Linked DNA regions of Rattus norvegicus: region 2 is linked to region 1. A link is a contact called in public Hi-C data. All regions are on one chromosome and are shown on one strand. The core of a region is the stretch at or near the end of the contact, and the rest is flanking DNA. Distances in the headings are between cores, read along the strand shown.

The links. Hi-C and Micro-C count contacts between places; a contact is called where the count stands out from the background.
Region 2: a Hi-C map of kidney shows a contact between it and region 1, with 2.4 times the contacts expected there. The contact joins the enhancer-like site here to the promoter of Scn4b in region 1. A contact is called at or near these places in 2 of 12 Hi-C or Micro-C datasets (Schwann cells and kidney).

The regions. Positions count from the first base shown.
Region 1 is chr8:54,340,615-54,346,263 of GRCr8, reverse strand. It overlaps Scn4b (sodium voltage-gated channel beta subunit 4), which reads right to left and starts at 2,391. Exons shown (of 5, transcript NM_001008880.2): 1 at 2,331-2,391. The coding sequence starts at 2,391.
Region 2 is chr8:54,601,520-54,607,258 of GRCr8, reverse strand. Fxyd6 (FXYD domain-containing ion transport regulator 6) reads right to left here. Exons shown (of 8, transcript NM_022005.3): 8 at 4,544-5,739. Among named protein-coding and RNA genes, the nearest start is that of Fxyd2, 8.1 kb to the left of the region's middle. Within about 2 kb of position 2,263, at least 2 of the 93 cell types and tissues checked have an H3K27ac peak or open chromatin away from gene starts, as enhancers often do. A contact at or near this core is called in kidney, where this site is marked.

The DNA.
Region 1 (5,649 bases), core at 1,142-3,641:
GGAGGTAGACAGTCAGAAGGACTTAGAGACCCAGCCTTGCCTATTCCCACAAGCCTGCCTTCTGAAGGTCCAAGAATTAATCATCTTTTCCAGGTGCAGACTGGCCCCTACTCCTCCTCCCCTCTTCTCCAGGATCTCCTGGTTTAGCCTTTCTGGTTTCTTCCTCTGAGTGGGACTCAACACCCTCTCCTTAATTGTGCGCTCATTAAGCAAGCCCTTAATAAATACACACCAGGAGAGAGAGGGTTGTGTAACACAGCACCCTCACAAGTGATAATTAAACACAGATCATGGCAATTAAGCAAATCAGGGAGCAAGGAAGGGGTGGGCAGAGCAACATACTATCAGTTACATACCCAGGAAAAAACTGGAACCCACGGAAACCTTGGTTGCAGCACTGTGTGGCCTTGCAAGCCACTTCTCGGGTTGAGGCTACGTTGTTTGTGTTTTCAAAAACAAAACAAAACAAAAACCACTGGGGTCTCAGTCTACGAAACTGAGTTGATACAGAGAGAGGACTTCAGGAATGCCATGTCGCCAACCAGGAAGCAAAGCTCTGACCACTGCTCACACCCACCCATAGCCGTCCACGCCGTGTCCCCGGGCCTCATTCATTCCCAAGCCCTAAACACTAGCCCCGCTGGCCTTCCCTCTCACCAGATGGCCTGGATTCTGTCCCACTTGTCCATCAGCCTGGCATGCACTCTTAGGCAGGTTACCATCCCTCTCTGGGCTACACATTCCTCGACTTTTGGAATGCTCCTCACTGTGGAGCCTATCCATACTCTGCCCTATTCATACCTATTCACACCCCGCCCTATTCACACCATAGCTCTGCCCTACTCTCCACTCACCGCACCCCACCCAAAGCCCTGTACCTAAAGCCCTCTTGGTTGTCCACAGAAGCTTGGTTCCATGGGTATTCCAGTAGTGCAAGGCCTAGTGCTTCCTTGGCCAAGCAAGCACGGGGATAAGGCAACCCATGACGTGCAGCGGCTGGCTTGATGACTGGAGTTTCGGTGCTTCTGAGACCCCCTCACCCCTCCCGTGGCCACAGCAGAACCCTGGGATGATCCAAGTGTGAACTCCAGTAGAATGGCACTGTACCCATTCCACAAAGTAGAGCCTTGAGCTTTCAAGAGTCACCATGAAACCTGTACAACATCTATATGGTATGGGACAAAACGTCAGTGTCTGATAGCTGGCCTCAAGGAGAGATGAGTAAAGCAGAGCTCGGGACCAAAGAGAATACTGTCCCCCAACTCCTGACAGGTACCCATAGGACAGATCTGCACATGATTTCCAAGTGTAAGAGCGGCAGTGGCTTCCCTTAAGAGTCCAATGTCCCTTGGTTCCAGAACAAATACCTCCACCCTGTGCCTGACCCAGTGGGGGCTGGGTGGGTTATGCTGTCAAACACCAGACCTGACTTACATAAACAGGAAGAGGTACAGGTGCCAGAGATGGAGTCAGCTTACGTTGGAAGTCAGGCTGTGTGGAAGATTGCATTCCGGTCTGGACTAATAAATACCATTGCCTAATCTCTTGGAGTTTGACACTCAAAACCATCATGTGAATATTAATAGACAGCCATAGACAGAATCTATAGCCTCTGTGTCCTCTGGGCCTGACTCCTCTCTCTCCCTTCCCAGCCGTCCCCAAAATGAAGAGTCAATATCAGGTCAAAGAGGTCTTCCCCCAAAGAAACCTTTTACAGGAAGAGGCACAAGGACCTTCTGAAAAGGTGGCTTTTGAATGGTCCTCTAGGTCCTTCTAAGCCCTTGTAGCATTTGAAAGAGCGGGAGGGACACCAGGGAAGAAAGAAGGTGGGAGAGCCTGGCAAAGTGTGCGGAGAGAGACCCTCATCCCTCATTGGTGCATTCCTTGCTACCAGGGAAGCAAGTTAACAGCTCTAGGCAAGAGTAGCAGACACCACTACACCTGCAAACTCCCTGGAACCCCCACACTCAAGGCAGTAGACACACACACACACACACACACACACACACACACACACACACACACACACACACCCCAGCATGCCTTAACTCGGGTCTCTCTCGGAGGATTCCCCCGCTGCAGCTCCAACACCTGGCTCCAAAAGGCATCAAAGGGAGCAAGAAACTCATTGCCAGGGTGGATGGGGGTGGGGGTGGGGGAATGCACAGGGTTCCCAGGGAGCATAGTCTCAAAGCTAAGGGTCCAGCAGGAAGACCGACATCCCAATCATTTGGTGCTACCTTGTCTAAGGCACCTCTCTTCGCCTCCTTCAGGATGGGGTGGGGTTAAGAAAGAGGCGAGAGAAAAAGACAAAGCTGGGGCTATCTTACCCAAAAGCCCAATGCCCAGCCATCTCGCCTGAGTATTGCCTCGGTTCCCAGCCCGGGACATGGTCCTGTTCTCTCCGGAGCGCTCCGGGGGCTTGGATAGGACAGTGTGCACAGCCCGGCTCTCAGCCCGAGGTCGGCTGTGGGCCCCGCAGCTGCCAGGGGAGCTCCGCGCCGCGGGTCGGGGCTCCGGAAAGTTAGCGGCTAGAGAGCGAGACGAGGGGGAGGAAAGAGAGGGGGAGGCGCGCCCGCCTGCCTCTTGGAGCCAGCTGCAGGAGCCCGGGCTGGAGGGGAGGAGGAGGAGCCGGAGCTGAAGGGAGGACGCCTGGGCGAGCGGCACTGCGATGCGCCTCTGCTCTGGAAGCGCTCCAGCCGCTGGAGGGGCGGCGTCCCCGCAGGTTTCGCACAGTGCCCGTCGCGCCGGGGATCAGGACCGTAGGGTCCAGCCTGGGCAGCCCTCTCCCTCTCCAGTCGAACGGGGATGCTGCGGCTTGGCACTGCAGGGCCAGCCCGCAGCCGCCCGCATCATCCCAAGCCGAGCTGCCAATTAGGAGAAGAGTTCACGGGGGAGTAGAGGTGGAGCTTTTAGGTTTGTTGGAAGGCTGTTTTGTTCGGCTCAGAGAACACGAGTAAGGAAGGGCAGCGGCTGCCTCTCCGGGGACCGCCGGGAGGACATCCGCAGCGAGCGCTGCCGCAGCCGGTGGGCGTGTGCCGGCTTGCCTGCTGCGGACGACCGGTACAGCCCTGAACCCACACCCGTTGCCTCCCGCCGCGCTGCTCATTCGCTCTGCGGATGGCTTTTAGGCCCTGGCAAACCGAGTTTCTCTTGCAAAGTGCTCCTGCACGCCGCCCACCAACCCATTTATGCACAGACTCTTTGCATGTTAGAGAGTTGAAGAACAGACAGTTGGAGACAGCGTGCTTTCCCCACAGCGTGGAGCAGCGGGGGTGGGGAGGCAACCCTAAACACCAGGGACGTCTCCCTCAAGACCATTAGTCAACTACCCAAGCTACCTTCCAGGACAAATCCTCCTCGCTATCTGGAGAGCAGTTAAACCTTGAAAATACACCCTCCACTTCGCCACCCCCACTACCCATCTTCTAACCTGGAGTCCCTGGTAGGCTTCATTGGAGACCCTTGAGGTTGTATACAGAATGTTAACTGTCTGCGGGGAGAACCTTGTTTTCTGTTGGTTGTCATGGTAGTTGAACTGCTCTGATGCCCTGTGTTTGCTGCTGGAGAACTCTAACTAAGCACACAACTTTCTGGAGAAGTTTCTGATGTCTGCTGGATGGTGACCCTATGATACTTAACCTCCTGAGGTCATGCTAAATAGCATCTTCCTCAACCCTAGGCAACAGGGGGATAGCCCTGGGCTCCTACTTTTAGAGGACCTCATGCTAGCCCATTGAGTCCAGGGGGACCACAACACGGAACGCACCTCCTCTGAGTGAGCTCTAAACGGTTCTGGAGACCCAAGAACCTAGTTTCCCTTCGGGATTGCTGAGTTGGGCTCCTCTCCAGTCTTTCCTCTGAAACGAGTGTGCCACGGGCCTAAGAAGTGGCATTGTGTGGATAAGTTTGATGAGTGGGTGGGTGGCTCCTGAGAGGAACCCCTGTTGCTGCAGGACCAGCCTCAGAGGCAAGATGACTGGGAAAAGTCTGAAAAAAAATCCCATTTGGACCTGATCTTCTAGGCCATCAAGAAAAAGCAGTCAAAGGCAGAAGATGGGAGACAAAACTTTATTTAATGATCCTGAATTGCTGCTGCTGCTGCTGCTGCTGCTGCTGCTGCTGCTGCTGCTGCTGCTGCTGCTGCTGTTGCTGCTGCTGCTGCTGTTGCTGCTGCTGTTCTGAGACAGGATTTTTCTGTGTGGCCCTGTAGGCCGGGCTGGCCTGGAACTCAGAGATCTACAGGCCTCTTCTTCCCAAGTGCTGGGATGAAAGGTGCTGTCCACCATGCCTACCTGATTAGCCCGATTTATAACCTACTTTGAGACTCGTGTGCCCTTTGCACTTGTATCTTGCCCCCAGGCCTCTCCAACATTAGAACTAGAACTGGATGTAAAGACTCAAAGAGATAAACATATGTTAACACACTTGACAGAGCTGGGCACACAGGCTGAACACACAACACATCTGGGTTCAAAGAAGCCTGGGGCCCTGGAGGCGAAGCCACATCCAGGAGAGGTTTGACCTTTGGGAGGGCCTTCCACTATGCAAGCAAGGCCAGGCATCCACACTGCCTGTGTTATTTTTACAGCAGGGTCATGTTTCTCTGAGCACTAGGCTGAGGTGAGAGGAGGTGAGCCAAAGGGAAAGAAAGTGACCCCTGCCCGGAAAACAAGGAGGGAGGGGGACTAGAACTCCAGAGATATCTTTAGACCCTAGTGGCAGAGGGAGATGACCAATTCCCCTGAGTGCCCTACCCCCACATCTTCTCATCTCTTGCTGTTCCCTGAATTCTTTAGCTGAGAGAGGACCCTTACTGTGCCCTCACACCTCCCAAACACACACAGATAAATATGTGGGCCAGGGATGAAGTATGTATGGGCCAAGGTCACAGACAGAGTCACGGGTAAATCTAGGATTGGTGCCTCTCTGATGTTTGGTTTCTACGCCTCCCACTCCTAGCTGTTCTCTGAACACTAGCAGGGCCCCCAGCTGGGCAGAACAAGGACTTGGGAAACACTAGGCAGGAGTGGGCTGAGAAGCTCTTACATTCCTAGAGCACAGCCCTCTCAGAAACCTCAGAAAGCCACTGCAGTAACAGAGCTAGGAGGGTCTTCCTGAGGAGGCCAAGGGGCAGGGTAGGGAAGGTCTCACTCCTCCTCCCCACTCTTGGGAAACGCTAAAAAAGTCCCACCAGATAGACTCTTCTTTCCTCTCAGAGACCTCTAGTCAGGGGAGAGCAAACGAAATGAACATTTCCTTCCTTCCAGGGACACGGGTATCTGGAGGCACAGCCAGTAGTGTCCCTGGCAATACCGACTCCTGGGAATGGGTGACACACACAGGTCTGGGTGGTTTGGCTCAGAACTCCCTTGAAGTTTGCAGGGCCATTGAGACAGGGTGCACCAGAGCCGATGGGCTGTCAGACAATCATCCATTCCTCAGGCTGGCAGAGGAAGCCCAGGCTTAAGCAGAAGGAGCTGCTTCCTTGGGAATTCAGGTAGGTTAGCTCCTAAACTCTATCTGGCCAGACTCAGCAGAAAGCCCACTTCCCTAAGCCTCCTAAGGGGCTAGAACAGAGTTAGGGAGGTGAGGGGGGGCTCCCTATTTTTGGAACAGGGAAACATCCAGAGGCGTCACCTAAAGGAG
Region 2 (5,739 bases), core at 1,014-3,513, 260 kb before region 1:
AGGTCGTTAGAAGAAGTGCTTGCCCAAAGAGGGTTCTAACAATGGTATCACCACTCTCTACCCTAAGCTGGGCTGGGTCCCCAGGAGATAAATTTGTTCACCACGTCCCTTTAGCTCGGGAGCCCCCTTGACTTCTACTAAAGGGTCCCTGACAGTTGTCTTCTGTCCCAGTGCTCCAGTTGGATCCCCACCAGGCATTACCACCACTGGCCCCAAGTTCTCCCCTAGGAGAAACACCAAGCAGCAGGCTCTTCCAATCAGTCTCCCAGGCTCATTCTGCTTCTTGGAGTCTTCCCTGGAGTACCAGGGCCCAGTAGTCATAAAAATGCTACCCTCCTGATTTTTTAAAAGAATGGGACAGGCCAAGAGCCCCCAGTTTTCCTTCTTGGTTGGGTTTCTCCAGGGTGGAGGCCCAGAGGGTTATCTAGCTGTGATCTCTAAGACCCAGAGACCAGAACAGTCTTTGGAGCTGGGGAGACGGATCCCTTTCATCCTTGTCATGCCCACGGGGACAAGGCCCTCAGCCACTATGCCTCATTCCCCCAAGTCCTTCAGACAGGTTTGTCCTATGACTCAGGGCAGCCATGTGGACACTCCCCATTGCATTGGTGGGGAGTGAAGTCACAGGTTGAGACATCCAGCTGCTCCTCATCCCCCTGATTCCCACAGGAAGCACTGCAGTAGGAGTCCTCACCACCAACCTTCCCACAACAGGGCTCTCCCCCCGCCAGCCCAGGGCTTTGTGAGGTTTCCAGACAGAATCCATACCATCAACCTTCAGGCCCCAGCATCATTTCCTTCATGTCGATTTGTAGCTCAAAGGAGCTTCAAGGGTGCAGAGACCCAAAGCCCTGAGAAAGCCCTGACTCCAAGCTGAGGCCCGTTCTCCAAGATATGGTCCCCAGGGATGCTGAGCAGGGACCGTGGCTGTTCCTTATAGTCTCCATCTGTGCCAGCTAGAGGTCCCAAACCCTGAGGAATGCCAGCTCCTGTCTCCTGCTGTGACCACAAGTGCCAGGTCACTGGGGTCTTATAAGGCAAGGGCTTGGAGGAGGTGGGCCCCATAGGATCCAGTTCTTAAATGTTGGCCTCAAGATGGCCCAAGCAGTGGGGCACAGGGTTCCTGGGAGTTGCCAAAGGGCAATGTCTGCTGAGAGTCAAGGTCACCATGTTAAGGCAAGGACAAGCCCATTAGCACAGCCTCCTACACAGAGAACACCCTGGAGAGAAATGCCTTCTTGGTTTTCTCAGAACTCACACCTGGCCTTGACCTGAAGCTCAGGTGTTTCTAGTGGCTCCTTGTGGCCACTGCCTTTGAAGAACCTCAGGGAACAAACCATGCCTTTTCCTCTGGAGTCCTCAGACAGGCTTTTGTGGCTTTCATGTGGCCTGACCCGTAGGCATACACAGATCACCACATCCACTCACTGTACTGTCAGTTGCTGAGGCTGGGTCCAGCTGTCCCCACCTGGCAGGGATTCCACCGATTTCATGGTGTGGAGAGTTCCGAGGATCTGCTTTTCTTTTCCTGACATCACGGGCAGGCAGGCTTTTGTACTACTACTTCACAGAGTGGGGACTGTGGGTGATATGTGTATGAGTCAGGACTAGAGTCCAGGTCTAAGGGGTAGGGACCCTTGCAATCAACGAGGAGGCAGCCCTTGAATAGCCAGGGATGCTAGTACCGGTGATGTGATGTCTTTCTGTAGAAACGTCAATGTGTTTTTTGTGTCTATTACATCACTATAAATCAGGGAAGTAATAGTATGCAGTATATAGTGTACGACACAGGCTATACACTGTACAGTATCGTGTCTAGGAGAGGATACTCTAGCTTTGGTGGCTTTCCCAGAGTCACACAGGTAGCTGGAGGCCTAATGACCTGAAGGACTTTACAGTGCAGGAAGAAAAGTGACAGAGAGGTAGGAGCTGAAGTCATGCAGTTGGACAGAAGAAGGGTCCAGGCTCCGAGGCAGGGGCTGCTTCAGAAAGGTCCACTCATTCTGCCCAGTATCCTTCAGGACATTAGAGACAGCATCACCTCTTGGCAGGAGACCTCTTGTTGTTCAAGGCCATGGAGCTGGGGCCCGGCTCCAGAAAATCAACAGGTGGTTGGCTTGAACTGGTTGATTCTGCCAGCCAGGAGCTTAGGGGTGACAGCAATGAATCACACAAATGGCAATAGGTGGCCATTCCCTCCTCTTTATGGCCTGAAGACAGGTATTTTCAAAGCTCCTCCCCCTGGCTTGGGCAAACACACCTGACCTTTCTAGCTCTACCCCAGCATCCGGGGGAGGGGGTATAGAGCAGCCCGGGACAAGGTGAGAACCAGACTGAGCTGGAGAATTCTTCTCACCTGCCAGTCCCTCATCCTTAGGAAGGCAGAGCCCTGCCTCCCAGAGTGGGGCAGGGGCAGAGCCCCTTGACCTTGGGATGTGCTTCAGCCTGGCACCCCCTTCCCGCTTCTACTGCTATGGTCGGTTTTACTCTCGACCCCTGCTCCTCTTCCAAGAATAGCCTGGCTGTTTCTAATCTACAACCTGTAAGGGGGAAAAAAATGAGCAAACAGAACACCTGAGAGGCTGAGGGCCATGGCCTTTGGGGTCGCAGAGACAGATTAGCGACATGAAAAATGAGCAGCGGTGGCTTTCAAAGGGGTTTGAACATCTCTGGGGGTCAAACTCATGTGAGACAAAGTTTTGGGGGAGGGGTCAAACATGAAGAACCCTCAAGGTCACTGAGAACAGGCGACTCACTGTCCCTGTAGAGTACAGTCCCTTTCCCGTCCAATCAGGTAAAGTAAATCGCAGGACTGGGCCTGTACATCAGTCAGCAAAGAGCTCACACAGCACACACAAACACCAGCACCCCTAAAACCAGCTGTGGTTGTGCACATCTGTAACCCAACTCAGGAGATTGAGGCAGGAAGACCGGAAGTTAAAGTCGTCGTCCTTGGCTGTATGGCTGTTTTGTTTGTTTTGTTTTGAGTTCGAGCTAGTATGGGCTACTGAAGACCCTGTCCTAGAGGAAAAACGAAAACTAAACAAATCAGAAGTGGAAAGGAGCATCAGGTGTCAGGGGCTGAGTGGCTGGCACTGCCCACCCTCATGACCTTGCAGTGTTGATGTGAGTGTGGGAAGTAGGCCCCACAAGCCCCACACCCTGCATCTGGCAACAGCGTGGTAGGTATCTTTCTGTATGGTTTTGGTGCTTAGGTGTTCCATTTCTGGGTCCGGGTCCCACACCACTGGCCACTCCTAGGAGCTCCCTCAGAGCACAGGCTGGGGTGCATGCTAGCTAGGTCACATCCTGAAAGGGAATAGAGCAGACAAGATTGCAGGAGCCATGAGTTGTCCCCCACCTTTCCCTGACACAGCTCTTCCCAGACACCAGCTGTGTGGTGCACACATGGCCCTGGAAACACTGACTGGGTCTAGCCCCTACTCCCTGCAACTGCTGTGACCTGGGCCAGTCTTGAGGGCTATCAGAGAATCTGTAAAACAAGGCCACCCTGCTATCTCAGGATAAAGTCAGGTTATCAGGCAAACTAAGTGGGTGCTTCTAGACACCTTGCAAAGTCACAGGCAGTGCGCTAGACTCATCGTAAAATAGCAGTGCTCCCTTTTATTGGTGTGGTGAAGGAAGGTCAGAACTTCTCATTCGACCTCTTTAGAGTTCAATGCTTTGGTTTTAGTAATGGCTGGCACCGTACCCACAATCCTTTGTGCGTCTGAGGCCACTTAGGGTCTCAGTCCCCTTCAAGGCATGATCTCCCTGATGCATGAGTGTGCCATGAACAGAGATCACCTGCTTCATTAATGAGTCCCCATGTGACCAGGGATATTTTAACCCCTGCTACCCCTGGCTTGACAATATTACACTTGTTCCCTGCTTAAGATCCCATCTTTTCAGAGCCCAAGACACACCAAGTATAGAGGTAGGAGGGAAATATACCCAGCAGGTCTTGGGATAGCTAACAAGAGGATGGAGTCCACCTGCTCCCTCAGGCCTGTGTGGTTCGGTTCTGTGGCTGGAAGCAACTCAGAATCCTCATGGTGGCTCCTGAGGTTCTATGGAGACCCTAAGATATTCTGGGAATTCCTCACTCTCTAGCTGTGTCTCACCCAAAACACACAGAAGGCTGGAGACAGGGCTTGGGCTGCTACCCTCAAAAGGAATCTGCCTGAAGCTGTGTATGTTTGGCCAACAGTACTTAAGAACCAACCAACCTTGTGGGAATGTCCTTGAGAGGCTTCAAGTGCCTGTCTATTACTGTCATCATCACTAATCCTCAATGGCTCTTTTCTACTCCAATTTGTTCTGCTGTGAGAAGAGCTAAGACAGGGGACCTGTGAAAAAGGAGCAAAAGAAGGAGAGAGAAAGAGGGAAGGGGAGAGGAGAAAGAGGCCTAAAGTGCCTGTCCCCTCCCTAGCATTCTTCAGTCTTGACTTCTTCCCTCTCACTGGGGACAGGCTCAGTTGTCCTTTAAGTTCCCCAGGGCCCTACAAACCCTCAGACTCTCAGAAGAAAAGCCACTCAGAGCCACTAGGAAACAATGCTGTATTTATTTATTTATTTATTTATTTATTTATTTATTTATTTATTTATTTACTTTTCTGTTGTCAGAGGATAATAGATCACAAGACAGAGATCAGCAGTCCCAGTACACAGTGTGGCTTGGTTCGTTTCCAAGGGAACACAATGGGCAGGTGGGGCAGGCTCTGGTGTGAGTTTCCACTCTGGTGACCTTTGACTCCCGTAGGCGTTTGCATCCACGGGTGTGCATACCCTGTTGCTCTCTCCCGCTGCCCCTGAACCCTTCCAGCCCTCTCCACTCCGACCCCTGACAGGCAGGGGAAAGAAACTGTAGTCTGCCAGATTCCACACCATGTGGCAGAGAGACAGAGCCACCGGCACCCTGCCTGCTGCCTGTCCCCTGGGCTATCTCCTGCCACAGACCAGCTTCAGAGAAGGAAGGAGTCCTCTGTCAGATGAATTGGGCTAGAGATGGAAGTCTCAGAAGCAGGGAAGGTGGATGAAGGCAGAAGGGCTCCAAAGCCTATGGGGATATTGCTCAGAAGTTAAGTAAGGAGCTCATTCCTCAGAGGCAAGAATTCCTGGGTGTTCTGTAAAGGGTGGGGCGGATTGGGACTCCTAAGTGGGCACCCTAAAAGAAAAAGGAGGCCTGGAGGGCAGACGCCTCAAGGGAGGCAATCTGAATCTCCAACTGCAAACGGACCTTCTAAACTGGTGGAATCTGGAGCAAGTTTCTTCTCAGAGTCCACAAGGAACATCAGTGAAGAGGGTACGAACTTTCTCAGCCCCGGGATCACTGGGGACTCCTGCCCTCAGTACAACTCTCCCTCAAGCCTAAATCCAGAAAGAGGGGACTAAGGGCTCCTCAGGGACGGGGAGACTCCAGAGAGCAAGAGTAGATGGAGGTCACAGGAGGGCACAAGGTGCTGACGGTGGCATGGGAGAGGAAGCACACAGTTCACAGGAACAATGAAACGACCACGAACGACCACAGTCAGCAGACACACACAGACACGGCACAGACGCGGCACAGAAAGGGTCCAGAGCCCGGCTGCAGTGAGAAGAAGGGCTGTGAGTGTCACATCATTAATACAAGACTAGGGTTAGTAGGGGGTGGGGAGAGGCGCAGGGAACACGAGTCCTCGGCATCTCCTGGGGAAAGGTCTGGTATGAAGTAGCCGGCTTTCTCAAGCCTCGACATCA